2 separate regions of the Zea mays genome follow, and region 1 is linked to region 2. The links are chromatin contacts, called in public Hi-C maps. All regions are on one chromosome and are shown on one strand. Each heading gives the region's core, a stretch centred on a gene start, on an enhancer-like site or on the middle of the called end of the contact. The rest is flanking DNA. Distances are from core to core; before and after follow the strand shown.

Region 1 (4,622 bases), core at 1,342-3,841, 280 kb before region 2:
AATATGGATGAAGTCAAACAATTGTAGTGCTTGTTAGTGGACTAGTTAGAGCATCTCCAATAGTTATGTAAACAACTTCCTAAATATGAATCTGTACCACAATATAATCCTCCAGTTTAAACTTTGCTAAATCCACCCAAGCAAATAGCCCCACACCCATAACCTCCACTAAATTCGCCAAACAAATTGCACCCAGACTTAACACACCATCAAAACCAACGTTTAGATCGGTGGATAACACCCTCTCCCGTACTCACTCAAATTCATTGAACAATATTATTTGGATCATCCCTCATCTCTCCCCTATGATCCCACTATCCCCAACCTTGCCCTCCTCCCACTCACACGCGCCACTGTCATCGCCATCAACCCTTTGCCTTGCACCACCGTCGTTGTCGACCCCTCCCCTCCTGAGATATTAGCGTTAGCATGGGCTATATGCTACTTTAAGAAGTTTCAATAATAACTCTTCTCTAAAAGTTATGTAAAGCAGGTCTCTAAATTTATAAACTCCCAACAAAACTCAATTTCATCTATACATTTACCAACCTCGTTGGGACTCCCTAAATCAAGCTTGGTGCTAAGTTTATCGTGAAAAGCGCATTCCAGCCAATTGTGATAGAACAACTGTTGTTGCCTACCGTTGCAGAAAACATAGTGGCAATAGGCTATAGCAACAATTTTACATTCTGTTGCAATTACTACATCCTTTGCAACATATTCAAGTGTTGTAGTTGTTCATTGTTACAATGGACTATTCTGTTGCAATAAGTTATATTGTGACATTTACGATAATTGCCAAAAACTCTATTGTCACAACATATTTCATGGTAATAAGTGTTAATGCTATGTTTGAATCTGTTGCAAATGGCTTTGTTACCACAAGGTGATTCATGGCAACAAAACACTAGTGCCACACAAGCGACTCGTGGCAACAAGATGTATTGCAATGCAAATAATTTCGTTGGATTTGATCATTTTGCAACATAATGTGTCTCGTGGCTATATGACCTTTTTACTATAAAAAAAATTGTGGTAAGAATCGTTATGGCAACAAAAAACATCGTTGTAACTAATGATGTTGCATCAAGGAGAAAATGTTGCGACTACTGAAGTCCCAACGAAATAGATTCATGGTAATTACATCTTATTGCAACAAAAAAATCATTGCAATTAATGATGTCGCAACCACAAAATCATACAACTGAACCATACAACAACCAATAAAACCTTTGCATTTACATATATTCAAACCCACAATTTATACGACGATGCATTTTGCATTTCTATTGGGTAAAAATGTTATGCAAAAGAATTATATTGTGCATCTGTAATGTCAGAACCAAATTTGACAACCTAATATTTGTCTCTTGTCTCATATATTAACTATATCCATACCATAAGTGGTAACAAATAGGTTGCACGAAATAAACAGTGACCAAATACAAATTAATTTGATAACACCGGTCATAATCACAACATCCTTATCATCAAAAAAAAATAATCACAACATCCTCATACTTGCTTGGATTGTGATAACATAGATAATAAATTACTGAGGACTAGCAAAATATTGGAAAAATGCAAAAATAGTGGCAAAAAAGTTGCATATATTGCAACCACTTTTACAGATTGAAGCAATAACTAACAACTAATGCTACAAATTTAGTGTTGTGACAATATGCGGTGTGGCAGTAGGGTGATTTTGCAACAACGACAGTTCTAGTGGTAGCAAAATAACATCTTTCTCTTACAACGGAAGCCATGGTTATCGCAATGAACAAAAATAGTGGCAAAACGGTCCATATAGTGCAACCACTTTTAAAGGTTGTAGCAATAACTGACACTTAATGCAACAAAAATAGTGTTGTTGCAATATCTGTCGTGACATTAGGGTGATTTTTAGTAGTGTTTACGTCGTCACACCGCCCCGTTGACCATAAATCCATCTCCAACACCCAGACGTCTTGACACCGTCACCACCCGACAACCCCTAGTGCCGAGGCACCGTCAGAGCACCGTCAGGCCTAATTGTTGGAACATTGTAATGTATTGTCTATTGCTCTCCAAATCTGTATTTCCGGCGTGTATGGTGCACGAGGATCATGTCCAAATAACAAATAAACGATATATATAGTTCTAAAGTGCTAGCTAGCTACTAGTTATTTGGTCCGCTAGGATGATGGCACAGTCCAGGCAAACAAAGCACAATCTGACGTACGGTCTGACGTGAGTCTGTCTTTGCTGAGAAATAGGAAGAAATAAACAAAGCATCATTTCCGGCGTGTGTATGGTGCGCATCTGAGGATAGCGGTCCAAGCAAACAAATACGCCCCCTAATGAGTAGAGCTTCTCGATCTGGCTGAGAGGCCACCGATTTTCTCTCTCTCTATCTCTCCCCAACAAACGTTTCGTTGTCAGACAACGAGCTGCTGGGCCGTTAGCACCAAGTGTTCGTAAGCAGAGCTTAGTCACACGCATGGGAAAAGTACAAGCGGAAATTAAGAGAGCACTTCCAAGCCGTACAGCTCATCACGGGCGGCGCCTCCCGGCCGCTTATTTATACGCCCACGGCGGCCACCAGCCATCCCAGCGCCAGCGCGGCAGAGAGTCGAGACCTTCTAGCTAGGCCGCTGCCACGTCAAAACTAGCTCCTCCAGACAACCAATCAGCTAGCCGAAGCCGGTCGATTAGCATGCAGCAGCGCTAGTAGACGTCGTCTCCGGGTCTCCACTCTCCACACAGAAACCCATACAAAATCCGCATCCAGAATCACCGGAGATACGAGTCCGCGCGTACGTTGCAGTTGAATTGTGAAGAGAGGCTGTGCGCAGTGCTGCTGCTGCTTCTTCTTCTTCGACGCATGCACGCACATGGATGGTGCTGCTGAGTGCTGACCTCCGGCCGTACGTGATCTTCGATCTCCACACGGCGGCAAGCGATCGAGAGGCGTGGTTCCCGTGGCGTCAACCGACACCTAGCAGCTGCTAGCTCATCTGCTTGATCTCTAGCTGAGACTCCGAGCAAAATGTAAGTTTTCTTCCGGATTTCCCTGCACTCTCTCTCTCCTGCTGCTGCTTTCGCAAGTACATGTACAGCGCGCGGTATATAGACCTCTCCCTTTACTTTATGCGTGTTGTTTTAATTTCCCAATTTTATTTGAGAACACTTTTTTACGCATACGGGGGGCGTACGTAGATGCACACGCATATGTAGCTAGGGACCGCTCGCACTTGCTGTGTGCTTGCCAGAGGCAGGTTTGTATCTAGCCAAGGTCGTCCAGGCCACCGAAATCCAACGTCGTCGTCTGAGAACCCTCTTGCCTAGGTTCTAAGTGCTCCGAGCAAACAGGCCCGTGTGTATGTACTCATGCATGCATGCATGCAGCACCACGTACGTGTACGTCTCTTTAGGTTTAGTAATTGTCCTCCAATTGATAGTGGGCTTAGCTTTCATAGTTTCATATAGAGGACTAGCTAGCTACTGAATTCAACCGGCCGCGCTATGTAACTATGCTAATAAAATTCCTTTGGGAATTAAAACAAACCGTGAGATTCATATATATATTCTGCTCGGAGTCTTGGCAACGTCGTCGATCGTCGTAGAAAGGATATATAGCAGATCGAGCTCTGGTACGTTCATTCATCTAGTATTCTAGTTTTATAGGATTATTGTGATTCAGTTTCCAAGGAACGGGAAGAAGTGAAAGAACCGCGAGGAGCAGGGATATTTCCATAATAAAAATACATGCATGTATTAAACTACCAATTTGAAATACTTATGAGCTACAAAAACTACTTTTCGTGATATATAATACCTCCATTCCTCTCAAATATTTACCGTCCGCTAGTTCATTTTTTAAACTAAAACTTGACAAATAAAAAAAAGAACCGAGGGACCCAGTAGCATGTTGTGAACGTACGTACGTACTCTATATATTTTCTGTTTTTTAGATAACGAATGGTCAAAAGACCCTAATACAATTAAAGTCTCTTTTTCAATATCCGCTCGGAAACGGATTCGTGATTTACGTGCAGCGGATAGGGATACCCCTACATACAATTCACTTTCTTTTGCTGGCGTAGTGGTCATGGCCATGAAAAATAAGAATAAAAAAATCTAACTGCGCCGCTTACGGACGGCAACCTTACCCAGTATGGCATATATATAAAATTTAACGGCGTCTGGCTAGCTAACCATCGCCCCATCCGCCGATTGCGAGTGCTCAGCCGAAAAGGCGCCGTGTCGTCCGGCCGGTCCACGACGGGCATCCGACGCGTGTTTCGTTTAGTACCAGCTAGCTAGCTAGGGCCTATGGTCCGGACCGCACGGGCAACGGCCAAACGCTAGCAAACGACGTGTAGTCTGTCGTCCGCCACCCGCCGCGCGCGCGGGCTACCTCTTGCTCCTTCCCCGGCCTGCTTCGTTCGCTCGCCGCGCAAGCGCAACAGTGACATGCCCTGCGCCTGCGGCCCGGTGGTCGTCTACGGCCAGAGCAGCTAGCTATCTCGATCGCGTCGCGTACGAACGGCGCGGGTCGCCATGCCCATCAGTAACATGACCGCATCTCCATCAGTAACGGGCGGGCCGGAGACGTCAAGGTTATTCTTTGTTGCCTCCCC
Region 2 (4,548 bases), core at 1,525-4,024:
CTCCTCAATGCCAAGTACCCGGCGCTCGCGGACACCGCCGTCGACGACTTCGACGCCATGTTCGCGGTGAACGTGCGCGGGACGTTCCTCGTGTGCCGCGAGGCGGCGAACCGCGTGCCAGCCAACAGCGGCGGCCGCATCGTGACGTTCTCGTCGTCCATCGTTGGCACGCTCCTTCCGGGATACGCAGCGTACACGGCGACCAACGCCGCCGTGGAGGCGATGACGAAGATCCTGGCCAAGGAGGTGGCGGCGAAGGGGGTGACCGCGAACGTGGTCGCGCCGGGGCCCGTGCGCACCGAGCTGTTCTTGGCCGGGAAGGACGAAGCGTTCCTGCGGAGGGTGGAGCAGCAGTCCATGGGCCGCATCGCCGAGACGACGGACGTGGCACCGGTGGTGGCGTTCCTGGCCAGCGACGCCGCGGCTTGGGTTAACGGCCAGGTCATCAGGGTCAACGGCGGTTTTGTCTAATAAGGGTCCAAGTGCGCCAGATGTTCAGATATAGTGGTATCTGCCACATACGCAAGTTTTTTAAAAAAAAATACGCAAAAATGTGAGTGGCGCGTGTGTGTTTTAATAAAAAAAAATCAAGTTATGCAGTGTACTGAGTGCGGATTATGCCGTGTAACTCAACTTATTATATGAACGTCATATCAAGTTACTGCGGAACAAGGGCTCTACAGCGATGCTGTCCACGTTTCGCTTTGACTAGAGAGGTTATACTGAGATCGAGTCTATTGGCTTAGCTTTAATTTGTTATTTCTATAATAATTTTGTCTCTATAGATTACAACTGTATGAGTCCAAACAACCGGCTTTAATTCAAAAAGAACAGCCTAAATAGGCAAGAGGGAGTAAGCAACCTACCTCGAGTGAGACCCAATAATCAACTACGTGAGCTATAAGACTATGACCAACAGATTGTGTATATATAAGATAAAGTTTAAAATAAAATATTAAGATGAATAAACTGTTAGAGATATATGGATCGACATGCAATCAAGCATGCTATGGTAATGCACAAACGCCTTTCATTAGGACTCATAATCTAAAAAGTGTTTTGAGAATTTATTAGGGTATCTATGCAAATTCGTACACAAGTTTGAATTCTTAAAAAATGAAGGTTGCTGGCCCTCGACAACACCAGGAATGCTCAAATAGACATCACACTACTTAACTCCTTCCCACAAATACTAATTTTTTTCTATGGACATCCTTGATGATATTAAATGCCACTAGCCTTAAAGGCTATCTCCAGCAACGTACTCTAAATTTCATCATCTAAAGAATTATTCTCTGTCCTTTACAGTTTTCTCTAAAAGATTTCATCATCTATATCTTCACCGTCTCCAGCAACGTCCTCTAATTTTTGTCCTCTACAGCATACCAACTATAAAAATAGATTGTATTCCCTTACCCAACAACAAGTAAACAATATTTGTACTGCTGCTTTTGCTTGCTTTGCAGTCGATCCGTACTGCTTTTGCTTGGTTCTAGGTGGTTTCGTACTGCTGCTAGCAGTGCTTGCAGTGCACAACACTAGTCCTATGCCGGATAGAGGAGCCTCCACGGATAGCGGACACTTTGCAGCTCCTCTACTTTAGAGTTCCTTTTAGCGGTTGCTGCTAGACACAAAAAGTAGCCTGCAAACGCTATATTTAGAGCTCAGAACCATAGACAGGTTGTTGCTGGAGCTAGCCTAATAAGATGCCACTTAGGCTGATAAACTTTAAAAATGTATTTCTAGTTGTCTAAGCTGCTTGTTAATACTGCATATTTCTAACCTTATAAAATAATACATAACAGACTATACTAACTACTGGCGTGCACTAGTTAACCAGTTTAGGAACTAGAAAAGTATTTTTAAAGTCTGTGAAACTAATTGATGAGATGTATAGTTAAAATCATGGTTCCTTATTTTGGAGTTATTGTTGTACCACATATTGATTGTATGCATATTCACCGCTTTAAAAGTAAAATACACATATCCTACTCATATAAATACTTATAGGGGCTTCGTTTCGCATGAATTGGAATTTTCTTAATAGGATAGGCTATTTAGTTTGGAATTCGATATTTCACCACTTTCTAAAGTTCAAATATATGTCTACCTCAAATTTATTGAGGAGATAGATGAAAATTGATTTTATGTATCTCCAAGCTATGATTTTACTCTGTAATTTATAACATGCTCTTTAGTTCGCTCTCCTACTGTGAAAATATAGCACATAAATATTTTCCTCATATGGCCAAATACACAAATATATTCTATATAAAATCATATTAACTTAATTGATTTATGCCTAAATTATTATTATTAGACTAGAATTCAATTCCAATGATCCAAACGAGTTCTTATAATATTACGTGACTTATTTTAGAAACTTGAGCTCACAAAATTTCTCTTATTTGGTCTCTGTATGGTGGAATTATGTCATTTTATAATCTCTGTTCGTTTAGCTAGTCGTTGTGGACTTTCTTTTAATCGCTTATTTCATTGACCGTGTTGTACCATGACATATTGCATGGAGTAAATAATAACATCAGTTAGTCAAATTAAAGAGCGGAGACAATCAATAAAAAAATCTTAAATTTTTTTGATGAATAGTTTACGTGGTTATTATTGTAAGTCGTCGCAACTCACGGTCAAACGACTAGTTACAATAAAAGCTTAGGTGGATCCTCTCCTCTTTTGACCGTTGACAGTAAAAAAATGTAAGCAGTAAAATATCATTTTTTTCTCTAGGGAGAGAGGGAAGGGGGCGGCCGTTGTTTCTCAACAGAGTAGAGTCGAAACAGAATCCTGACTTCGAGTCTTGTCTTGTGGGCTGTGCCTGTGACGGACTGACGGCACAGAGGTAATGGAGGCCGCGCCTACCACCATCACCGTCCAGGTCAAGTTCGCCGGGCGGACGATCCCCGTGGAGGTCCCGGCAGCGGCTTCCGGCGCGGAGCTGAAGCGCCTCCTCCAGCCGCTGACCAATGTCCTCCCGCGCGGCCAGAGGCTCATCTGCAAAGGCACCGATCCCCAAACCCTTGTTACCTCTTGAGTCCGCGGATTCGCTCCCATAGTAGCCAACCCTCGACTCCCTTGTGGTCGCAGGCAAAGTGCTCCAGGATGCCGCAAGCCTGAGCTCGATGCAAGTAGTGGGCGGATCCAAGGTGATGCTCATCGCGTCGCAGGGGCTCCATCAGGGGGTACGGCATCAATCACCTCGATCTGTCTTAATTCCCCATACCTGTGCTGCTTTGATGTGGTCATTATGTTAGTTTGTTCAGATATTTAGCATTGAATTTGTTGGAGTAGGATGTCCATGAGCGTGTGCATAAGTTCGATTTTTACCTGGTAGTGGAGGGAGGACAGTTTCAGTTGTACCTTGTTACTACTTGACAAGTGTTTCATAGACGATAGGGTAAATTGCTTAATTTCACCATTGAACGTGGAGTGCTTACAGAATCTGCTTTTCGTTGTCTACTCTTAAACAGGATGGTCCTATCACAAATAATAGCAGTAGCTCAGCAACAACTGTGAGAAGGCCTTCAAATGTTAAGGAGAATCAAACACAAAAGCCAGAGGTAGTTGTCACCAAAAGCCGATCTGAGCGCTGGAAGTTAACAGGTGTTGTTGCGCTGCAAGACTGTGACTTGAAGGTACATATCTTATTCCAATTTATTTGAATCACTTCTATGAAGGTCCTGGGGATGCATGCTGACATAGGATAATTGTGATTCAAATTTGCGAAATCTAGAAATCTACCCGTGGTCAATAGAAGTGTCTTGAAGAAATACCATTATATGTTTGATTACTGTCTTTATTACAATTTGCAAGCAGACCCTAAAAGGCTAGAAGAAAATGTCTAACACTAATTTTGCAAGAATCCTTTTGTATATTTCTGATCATGATTGACACAATGATTTGTACCCATACCTCTAACTAAACTATATACTGAATTAGTTATGGCATCTCAGTTTGGTGCTACAGTTTTATCACCAAATGTTGGAACAGATATCCTATTTAATTATTTGTTCATTGATGCTACTGTTGCCTAACCACTCAACATTCACTTCTTCCTGCTTTATGAGATCCAATGATATTGAGTTGTTATCGCCACGTTATCTTCCTATACCAATTCCCTTTTGAACAAAGTTGGACTGATCTTTTGTGGGTGTCTTTCTCTATAGGTAATACCTGAAGAAGTCTGGGATTGTGGCACCTCGATACGAATACTAGACATTAGCTACAACTGTATCAAGGAAATTCCACACAAAATCTCTGCTCTTAAATCTCTAAATGTAATTATTCTTTCCCACTGAGTGAATTGGGTTATTTTCTTCCATAAGGAACTATAATTGTAAATACATGACTTAATTTTATATTGCAGAAATTGCTCCTAACTGAAAATGATATAGTTGATGATAGCATCTGCTGGGAAGGTCTATCATGTCTTCAAAAGCTATTGAATTTATCTTTAAGCGAAAACCGGTATGTCCGATTCTGAAACTCTTGTCCTGTCACTGTTATTCATAGTAGTACTATAAATTTTCGGTG

The links. A called contact is a pair of places that touch in the nucleus more often than the background predicts.
Region 1: a Hi-C map of ear shows a contact between it and region 2, with 2.2 times the contacts expected there. The contact joins the promoter of LOC100281495 here to the promoter of LOC100282196 in region 2. A contact is called at or near these places in 2 of 25 Hi-C or Micro-C datasets (ear and endosperm).

The regions. Positions count from the first base shown.
Region 1 is chr1:241,539,250-241,543,871 of Zm-B73-REFERENCE-NAM-5.0, reverse strand. It overlaps LOC100281495, which reads left to right and starts at 2,591. Exons shown (of 4, transcript NM_001154413.2): 1 at 2,591-3,030.
Region 2 is chr1:241,259,827-241,264,374 of Zm-B73-REFERENCE-NAM-5.0, reverse strand. LOC100282196 reads left to right here and starts at 2,774. Exons shown (of 10, transcript NM_001155108.2): 1 at 2,774-3,017; 2 at 3,103-3,197; 3 at 3,486-3,650; 4 at 4,182-4,292; 5 at 4,382-4,482. The coding sequence starts at 2,861. LOC100285342 reads left to right here. Exons shown (of 1, transcript NM_001158234.2): 1 at 1-599. The coding sequence ends at 471.